Linked DNA regions of Canis lupus: region 1 is linked to region 2. The links are chromatin contacts, called in public Hi-C maps. All regions are on one chromosome and are shown on one strand. Each heading gives the region's core, a stretch centred on a gene start, on an enhancer-like site or on the middle of the called end of the contact. The rest is flanking DNA. Distances are from core to core; before and after follow the strand shown. Region 1 holds the start of MFSD8 (major facilitator superfamily domain-containing protein 8). Region 2 holds the start of PGRMC2 (membrane-associated progesterone receptor component 2).

Evidence for each region. A called contact is a pair of places that touch in the nucleus more often than the background predicts.
Region 1: a Hi-C map of blood shows a contact between it and region 2, with 4 times the contacts expected there. The contact joins the promoter of MFSD8 here to the promoter of PGRMC2 in region 2. A contact is called at or near these places in 2 of 9 Hi-C or Micro-C datasets (both in blood).

Annotation. Positions count from the first base shown.
Region 1 is chr19:13,714,834-13,719,324 of UU_Cfam_GSD_1.0, reverse strand. MFSD8 (major facilitator superfamily domain-containing protein 8) reads right to left here and starts at 3,157. Exons shown (of 12, transcript XM_038564682.1): 1 at 2,954-3,157. It overlaps LARP1B (la-related protein 1B), which reads left to right and starts at 4,210. Exons shown (of 18, transcript XM_038564672.1): 1 at 4,210-4,383.
Region 2 is chr19:13,523,431-13,527,737 of UU_Cfam_GSD_1.0, reverse strand. PGRMC2 (membrane-associated progesterone receptor component 2) reads right to left here and starts at 1,575. Exons shown (of 3, transcript XM_038564665.1): 1 at 1,128-1,575. The coding sequence starts at 1,545. It overlaps LOC102151797 (importin subunit alpha-8-like), which reads left to right and starts at 2,086. Exons shown (of 5, transcript XR_005373926.1): 1 at 2,086-2,464; 2 at 2,574-2,806.

The DNA of each region.
Region 1 (4,491 bases), core at 1,908-4,407, 190 kb before region 2:
TCCCGGTGCATGGAGCCTGCTTCTCCCTCTGCCTATGTCTCCGCCTCTCTCTCTCTGTGTGACTATCATAAATTAAAAAAAAACAAAAAACCATAATGGAGTTTCAGCAATGGCAAATTAGGTTGGTCAAGGTCCCATCAAAAATGAGATGGGGGCACCTGGCTGGCTGTTGGTGGAGTGTGCGACTCTTGATCTTGAGGTTGTAGGTTTGAGTCTCACATTGGGTGTATAGATTACTTAAAAATAAAATCTTAAAATCAGAGGAAAAGCTTCAACTGCATAATCCGAATAGAGTTATTGGAAGGGTGACTTACAGAGGTGCAGCCCGAGTCAGGGAAACCAACAGGCCATAATATAGTATCCTAAGGACTAGCAGTTATTATTAGGCCTGAAGGGACAAAGGTAAGAATTGGAGAGGTTAACTGAATATCTGCAGTTAATCTTGGGTGAATATGAAATTCACAAGCTTGGGGAACATAGACTATGACCTCATTACCTTCTGGCCTCCTATCTCTTGTAGATTACTTCCTACTGCCTGAACCCATTGAAATATCAAGGACTGTGAGGGGATCCTTTGGTGCAATCTGGACAGGTCAGCCCTGCCTGGCACAAGAGCAGGAAAAGGGTGGAAAGGCAAATAGAAGATAAAGGTGACCTTGTTTCCAAGAGGCAGTTATGTGGAAATAGTTATTAATATGTGTTTAAAAGAGGGGCAACAGGGGATCTGATTGGCTCAGTGGTTGAGCATCTGCCTTTGGTTCAGGTTGTGATCCTGGGGCTCTGGGATCGAGTTCCGAATCTGGCTCCCAACGGGGGGCCTGCTTCTCCCTCTGTCTGTGTCTCTGCCACTCTCCCACTATGTCTCTCATGAATAAATAAATAAAATCTTTGGGACACGTGGGTGGCTCAGTGGTTGAGCGTCTGCGCTTGGCTCAGGGCGTGATCAGGGAGCCTGATTCTCACTCTGCCTGTGTCTCTGCCTCTCTCTCTCTCTCTGTGTGTCTCTCATGAATAAATAAATATTAAAAAATAAATAAAATATTTAAAAAAGGGGGCAACAAATTGCCAATTCCCTTACTGACATTAGTGGCACTGCACTATGGTGATGATCACCATATGCTAACTGTTGAATTTTTTTTTAAATTTATTTATTTGAGAAAGAGAGACTAAGAGGGAGAAGTAGACTCCCCGCTGAGCAGAGAGCCTGATGTAGGGCTCAATCCCAGGATTATGACCTGAGCGGAAGGCAGATGCTTAACCATCTGAGGCACCCAGGCATCCCAAACTACTGAATTCTTTAGAGACCTTCTGAGTACACATTTGCCCTCCAGTTCTTCTTTTCCTATAAGCACAACCTATTTCCAAGAAACTCCTGTATTTCTTCAATAAAGCATCTTTACAGTTCTTCACTTCAAAACAAAACAAAACAGCAACAAACGAAACCACCGACCATGGTTAGGTAGCCCATATGAATCTAACTTTGGAAAACCATTCCATCCATAACCTTTCCTTCAAGAGAATCAGTCTTTAATTCATCCGTATTTAAATAGATGGTAAAATAGAAGATGTTCTCTGAGTCACAACCAGCGCGAATTTGTTGCTGAGCTTTTGTAAATGGAACAAGCATTACCTGGCAGGACTCCAAAAGGCTGATTTTAACCTGAAGGGCAGCGAGTTTATAGTTAACAAAACAAAGCTTTACCAATAACGGAGCTAGTAAAGATGATGCCTCCTTGGGAGTAAAGGTAAGGACAGGGCTTCTTTAACTGGTCCTGGGTTCTGAAGGTTGCTTAGGGTCAGATAAATTGGAAACCAGTGATACGGGAAAACAAGAAAGGCCTTATTATAATTGTTGTAATGTATGAATAGGTTGCTAACCTTAGGGAAATTAAAAAAATATATATATCCCTAGGGACCTAGGGATCCCTGGGTGGCTCAGTGGTTTGGCGTCTGCTTTCCGCTCAGGGCATGATCCTGGAGTCTTGGGATCAAGTCCTGTGCTGGGCTCCCTGCATGGAGCCTGCTTCTCCCTCTGCCTGTGTCTCTGCTTCTCTCTCTCTGTATCTCTCATGAATAAATAAAATCTTTAAAAAAAAAAAAGGAAATACTTATCCCCAAGTGGGAACACGGTAAAAAAAAAAAAAATGCCTAGTACAACTTTTGAGTAAATGAAAACCATCTCGAGTTTGAAGAGAGAGACCCCTGAGACAAGAGTCCTGTACAAGCTTACTGCCTCGTTAGGCAGCTCTAGAGGAAGCCAGAAGGGACCCCTGGCCAGGTGCATACAAACGCATACAGATTTTTTTTTTTTTTGTGGCGGGGGTGGGGTGGGGGGGTGTCCCTTTGGTGAAAAAATTTTCACGGGGTCAAACCTCTTTTCTGAGACCTTGCACAGCGACATCAACATTTACTAAGTCACAAATCCGTGCCTATGAAACCAATGTTCACTCACTCAATTTCAGTGCCAGGTAGAAAGCTCTTAGTGGAGTTCATCAGAACATAGTTGTACCTTTTATTTATTTAAACAATTTTTTAAAAGATTTAATTTATTTATTCATGAGAGACTGAGAGGCACAGGCTGAGGGAGAAGCAGGCTCCACACAGGAAGCCCGACGCAGGCCTCGACCCCGGGTCTCCAGGGTCACGCCCTGGGCCAGAGGCGGCGCTAAACCGCTGGGCCACCGGGAGCTGCCCAGGTTCTACCTGTTAAACGTATATCCATTCCAGGAAAAAGAAAAAAAAAATTAGGAAACATGGTTAATTTGTAAACAAGTGTTATCTCTACAAATTAAGGGGGCGGGTCACAACAACAACAGCAACACAAAGTCGGCGAAATATTAACCAGCTGTGTTGCTCAGGAACACTTTAAAAAAACCTCTCGGTTCGAGGGTGGAAATGAGGGCGGGAAGTGCACTAAGCCGATCGCCCGGGCAAAGGTCTCACAAACAGTTACCTGCAGATTACACAACTTCCATCCTGGACGTGGCTCGGGATCACCGGTGATCGCGGTGCCCACCCTCCCAAATCTCGGGGTGGGGGGACTTTTTCACCGGGCGACAGAAGGACGGAACGGCGCGGTCAGGGGCCCGGCCTGGGTCGCGGGCAGAGGCCGCCGCGACCCGGGGTCCACCTGCCCCGCGCCGCCCGGGCCACGTGCGTAGGCCGCCCCGGCCCGCGCGCCGCGAGTCACAGAGGCCCGGTGCGCGCCCCGCCCCTGCTCCCGCAGTCCCGGCGGCGGGGGCCCGCGAGCGGCCGACTCGGCCAGCTCGCCCTCCCTCCCCACCCTCGGCGGGCCGCGCCCTCAGGCCGGGCGGCACCCGGGCGGGCTCGTCAGTCAGGCAGCGCGGGCGGCGGCCTGGCGACGGCGGGAGCCGGGGAGCGGCCACGTCACGCCGCCCGGGAGGCCCCGCCCCGCCCCGCCCCGCCCCGCCCCCACGGCCTCGCCCCGCCCACCGGGCCCGCCCCTTCCCCGCCCCCCGCCTCCACCCCCGGGAGCAGTTACCGGCTGTGCGGGCACGCGCCCGCTGCGCTCCGCTAGAGGTCTCCCGGCCCCTGCTCGCCTGCCTCGCCTGCCTCGCCTGCCTCGCCTGCCTCGCCTCGCCTCGCCTCGCCTGCGCCGCTGCCTGCGCCAGGTGAGGGCTCGCGGCTCCCGGCTGCGGCGCCCGGCGCTTGCTGTCTGGCTCGGAGCGTGAGCCTGCGAGGCGGGCTGGGCGGCGGGCGGTTAGCGCTCCGTTCCACGCGGGGAGGGGCGGCGCGCCGGGCGCTGCACGGCGGTGGCGGCGGCGGCGGCGGCGGCGGCGGCGGCCGGGCTTTTGGGTTCTGTGCCCCAGGCCGGAGCCGGTCGCTTCCCCGGCGGAGAGACGGGCAGTCGGGCTCCCTGGCCGCGGGCCCCCCCTGGCTGGGGCGGCTGGGGCCAGGGGACCATGTCGGCGGTGCCCGCCGCTCGGCCCCGGGAGGAGCCCCCCGCGGTGGCCGCCGAGAAGGAGTCGCTGTTGGTAACGGCGCCCGGACGCGAGGGCGAGGAGGCCGCGACAGCCATCAGCGCGGGGGCGCGGGGAGAGCCGTCGCCGGCGCTGGTGCTGGGGCGCAGCGTGCCGCAGGCGGCCGTGCCCGTGCGACCCCTGGCTTTGCACCTGGCGCGCAAGGCGCGCGGCGCCGGGGGCCCCTCGGGCGGGGGAGCCCCGCCACCCTTCCCGAGGGCCCCGCGGGCGGAGGACGCCCTGGAGGAGGAGGCGGCGGCCGGCCGGGAGGAAAAGCTGCAGCCGCCGCCGCCGCCGCCGCCGCCGCCGCCTAAAGAGAACCCCTGGACCAAAAAGCCTCCCCAGCACCTGTCCCCTGCCGGGACGGGGCCGCCGCCGTGCCCCCTGGAAACCCTGGAGGCAGGTCTGTGGTTTTGGGCGGCGGGCGCTGGGAGGGTGTGTGCAGGGGGGATTTCTCGCGGCTGCAGAGGCGGTCGTGGGGCTGGGGGAGGGGCGGGCCGCCTCTCCCTGT
Region 2 (4,307 bases), core at 326-2,825:
TTTTTTTATTGTAGTCACTTTAAGTTTAGGATTAATTACTACATAACCAGGATGTACAATGTTGCTCAATTTTATCGTATACCAACAGGTTCCATGAGTCTGAACTGAAGTTTATTAGCATAATCTGAAATGTATGCTGTAACTACATTGCAAAGGAAGGGTTTCTAACCCAACTACCCTGCACACACGGTTCTCGGAAAGCAAAGTTCTAAAAATCTCTAACTTGCAAAACTGGTGCACTGGGGTATGGATTTATGTAGCTCTTTTAAGTTTTTGCTGCTCAGTGAAAACACAAGTCATTATCAACGTGGATTTGAATACTTGCCTTCCTACTATCAAAAAAAAAAAAAAAAAAAAGTAAAAAGAAACCAGGCAGGCCCGCCTGCTGGGTATTTGAGCTCCACCTCCAAAACTCAGGGAGACTATCCTTGCCAGTCTTTATTAAGATCTACATTCTGGTCTGTCCTCATCCTACATACAGTGTTAATCTTGGAAAGCATCTCCATACTAAAACTGGTTTGAAAAAAAAAGTCTGAGGTGTTGCTTATATGCTCAGACTTCACAAGCTAAACGGTGGGGGCTTGGAAGTACGTGTACCTAAACGTGGCCTTATGGGGAATAGTAGAGAAAAGGGAGATCAGTGACAAAACAGAGTAAAGAAAGGAAAGCTGTGAATTACCTGGCCTACAAACTTTGGGTCCCTACATTAGGCATCTCCCGTCCCTCCTGCCCCCACCCATCCCAGGAATCAGAAAGCTCAAGAAAGGTAGTGGGCTAGCGTGACGGGCGACAACTGGGAAGATTCTGAAAAAAAAAAAAAAAAAATCAGCAGAAGAAAAAGCTTCGTGGAGGAACGGGATGGGAGAAAGAGGAGAGCTGAGAGCCGGTTCCTGGGGCGACACTGAAACCTGCACTTGGGCCGGGGGGGTGACCTGCAGGCGCCCGGAGCTGGGGGTGTGTGTGGGGCGGGCCGTCCCAGGTGCAGGAGCCAAGCCGCAGGGGTCCAGACGTCGGGAAGGCTGGGCAAACTAACCCGGAGCCCAGGGGCCTCCCCGTCTCGCGGGGGGTGGGGGGGTCGCACAGGAGCTGCAGGAGGTCCTCCCCCTCCCCTTCCAACTCCTCCTCACCCGGGCCGTAGAACTTGCTGCCTTTGGTCACGTCGAAGACTTTCCCATTGACCGCGAGCAGGATGCGCGGGGTGCGGGAGCCGTCGTACTGTCGCAGCTGCTCCAAGCTGAAGTCCCGCTTCTTCATGCGAGGCAGCGAGGCAGCGGGGCTCTCCTCGCCCGCGCCGGCCCCGGTGCCCAGACCCCGCCGCCCCCAGCGCACCCACAGCCGGTAGGCCCCCAGCAGCACCAGCGCCACCAGCGCCACGTTCAGCAGCATCTCCCCGCCCCCCGTCAGAAGCGCCAACGCTGCTGCCGCCCAGCCGCCCCCTTCTGCTGCCGCTCCCACGCCGCTGGGGCTCTCGCTGCTGCCGTCGCTGCTGCTCTCGCTGCCACTCCCCAGGGTGCCTAGCTTCACGTCCCCATCACCCGCCGCCATCACTGCCCGCCAGCGCCTTCCTCCTCCTCCCCGCCCCCTGCCCTCCCCAACCCCACGGCCGACCCCGCCCCTCTGGGGGCCTCCCAGCCAATGACAGGAGGGGAGGGGGCGGGGCCAAGCCTGCTCTCCATTGGGTGTTGAAGGGGTAACGTTGTCTCGGATCGCTCCCTCCCCCCTCCCTTCTTCAGCAGGCCGCGCTCGCGTGCGACGCCCCGCCCACCTCGCCCCACACTTCCCTGCTTTCGCTCAGCGCCTCGGCTTGCAGAAGTACAAGACGGGGAGGGGCGGGCCTGAAGAAAAGATGCAGCGCCGGCCGCGCGCGCGCGCGCATAGGCGGGGGGACACTACAGCGCGTGCGCGGGTTCCGGAGCGCCACGCGCTCTCCTTTCCCCTGCGCCTCCTCCGGGGGGCCGGCCCCGCCCGGTTGGTTCCCTCCGCTCTACGCGCGTGCGCCCCGGAATCGCTTCCCTTCCCAGGCTTGGGTTCGCGTCCGCGCACTCCCGCCTCAGCGCGGCGGCTCGGCACGGGGACTTCACGTGCGCCGGGGCGGCCGCGGAGGCGGAGTCTCAGTCTCGTGGGGTCGCCTTTTCGGGGGCGCAGGTTGGCGGCTTGTGGGAGGCCGCGACCCAGTTTTCATTACTGGCGCAAACTGTTGAGGGGCGTCTCTTTTTTGTCCCCCCCCGGGCGCCGTCGCGCCTGTCTGGAAGCCAGGAGCGTGGGCGCGCAGACAGAGCTGCCGCCCGGAGGTGTTGGCGACGGGCTGGAGCCCTCCTGGCGCAGGAGGAGCGCACGGAGCCCGCGCCGGGGCCGCTGGGCGCCCGGAGCCCGCTTGCTGTCTGCGCCGGCACCGAGCCGCCACCGACGGTGGTCTTGGCCGAGGCCGCTCCCGCAGAATTCGCTTTCAGGTTTTACGCTGAAGGTGCTGTTCCTGAATGAATAGTCTGTGGCGGTAGGGAAGTGGATAGAATGAGGCGGTCCTTCTGTTCCCTCATTCAGCTTTAACTCACGATTTCTTTTTATCTCCTTAGGTCCTTCGTAGTCTTTTAGGCTCCCAAGTCCTTAAAAACAAAACAAAACAAAACACAAAAAACCTGGCGTAAATGTCTCACCTCTGAAGCCTTGTTCTGGGCCCCTTACCTCAGGCGCTCATCTCACTGGACTTGGGCTTTCCTGCCCTGGTCTGTTTTGGTGTTGGTGAGTTCCCACACAACCACCCCAAGAACGGCCAGTTGTGGACTACCGGTGTGCCGAAAGAATGAAGGTGTGTTAAGGGAGTAACACTTTGGGTCTAATCTTTTTTTTTTTTTTTTAAGATTTTATTTATTCTTGAGAGACCCAGAGAGAAGCAGACACACAGGCAGAGGGAGAAGCAGGCTCCATGCAGGGAGCCGGAGGTGGGACTCAATGCCGGGACTCCAGGATCACGCCCTGAGCAGAAGGCAGATGCTCAACCCTGAGCCACCCAGGTTCCCAGATGATGGCTGTTTTATTTTTATTTTTTTTAAGATTTTATTTATTTATTCATGAGAGACACACAGAGAGGGGCAGATACACAAGCAGAGGGAGAAGCAGGCTCCACTCAGGCAGCCCGACGCGGGACTCGATCCCGGGTCCCCGGGGTCACGCCTGGGTGGAAGGCAGGCGCTGAACCGCTGAGCCGCCCAGGGATCCCCCAGTTTGGGTTTAATCTTGAGGAACCGGTGCCATGGAGGAAAGACCTAGGCAAGCAATAGGGGCATGTGATATGAGCTGAGGTACTTATTAGGGAAATGGCAAGTGGCCCATTTCGGCTTTAAGCTGTTAAAGAGGAGCAGAGTCTGGAGAACTAGGTTGATAGTCTTTAGTCAAAGGATAGGCTTGGCCTTTACACTATCCGTTTTGGAGGAGCCGCCGAAGTTTTTTAAAATTTTTTTTTTTTATTCATTTATTCATGAGAGACAGAGGCAGAGACACAGGCAAAGGGAGAAGAGGCTCCACACAGGGAGCCTGACGCGGAACTCGATCCAGCGTCTCCAGGATCACAACCCAGGCCAAAGGCAGGCGCCAAAACGCTGAGCCACGTAGGGATCCCGGCACTGAAGATTTTACGGTGGCAAATGACAGCCTCAAAACTTCTCTAGAGAGATTATCTCCCAAGTGTATTAAGGGTCGGAGTGAGAAAAGAATGGAAAACAAGTTAGTATGCTGCGTGCAGTATTTGTGCAAGAAATGAGGAGACTTAGAACTAAGTGGCATTAGAGCAGGGGTCTGTAAGCTTTTCTATAAAGGGCCAAACGTTGACATATTAGGCACTATCTTTTATAATTATTCAACTACTTTATAATAAGAAAGCAACCATAGAAGATACTTAAATAAGCATGGCTGTGTTCCAATAAAACTTTATGGACACTGAAAAATTTTTAAATTTTTTTATTTATTTGTTCATGAGAGAGAGAGAGAGGCAGAGACACAGGCAGAGGAAGAAGCAGGCTCCATGCAGGGAGCCCAATGTGGGACTCACTCCGGAGACTCCATTATCACGCCCTGGGCGGAAGGCAGGTGCTAAACCGCTGAGCCACCCAGATATCCCCTGGACACTGAAATTTTAGGTGTCATGAAATACTGATTTTTTTAAAGCATTTAAACATGTAAAAATCGTTTTTTTTCATCTCTAGAGGTATAGTATATGTGCTGCTGAAGCGAGCACTCATCTCTAGAGGTATAAAAAGAGTCTACAGGGCATAGTTTGCTCACCCCTGCTATAAAGGTACATTCTTGAGGCA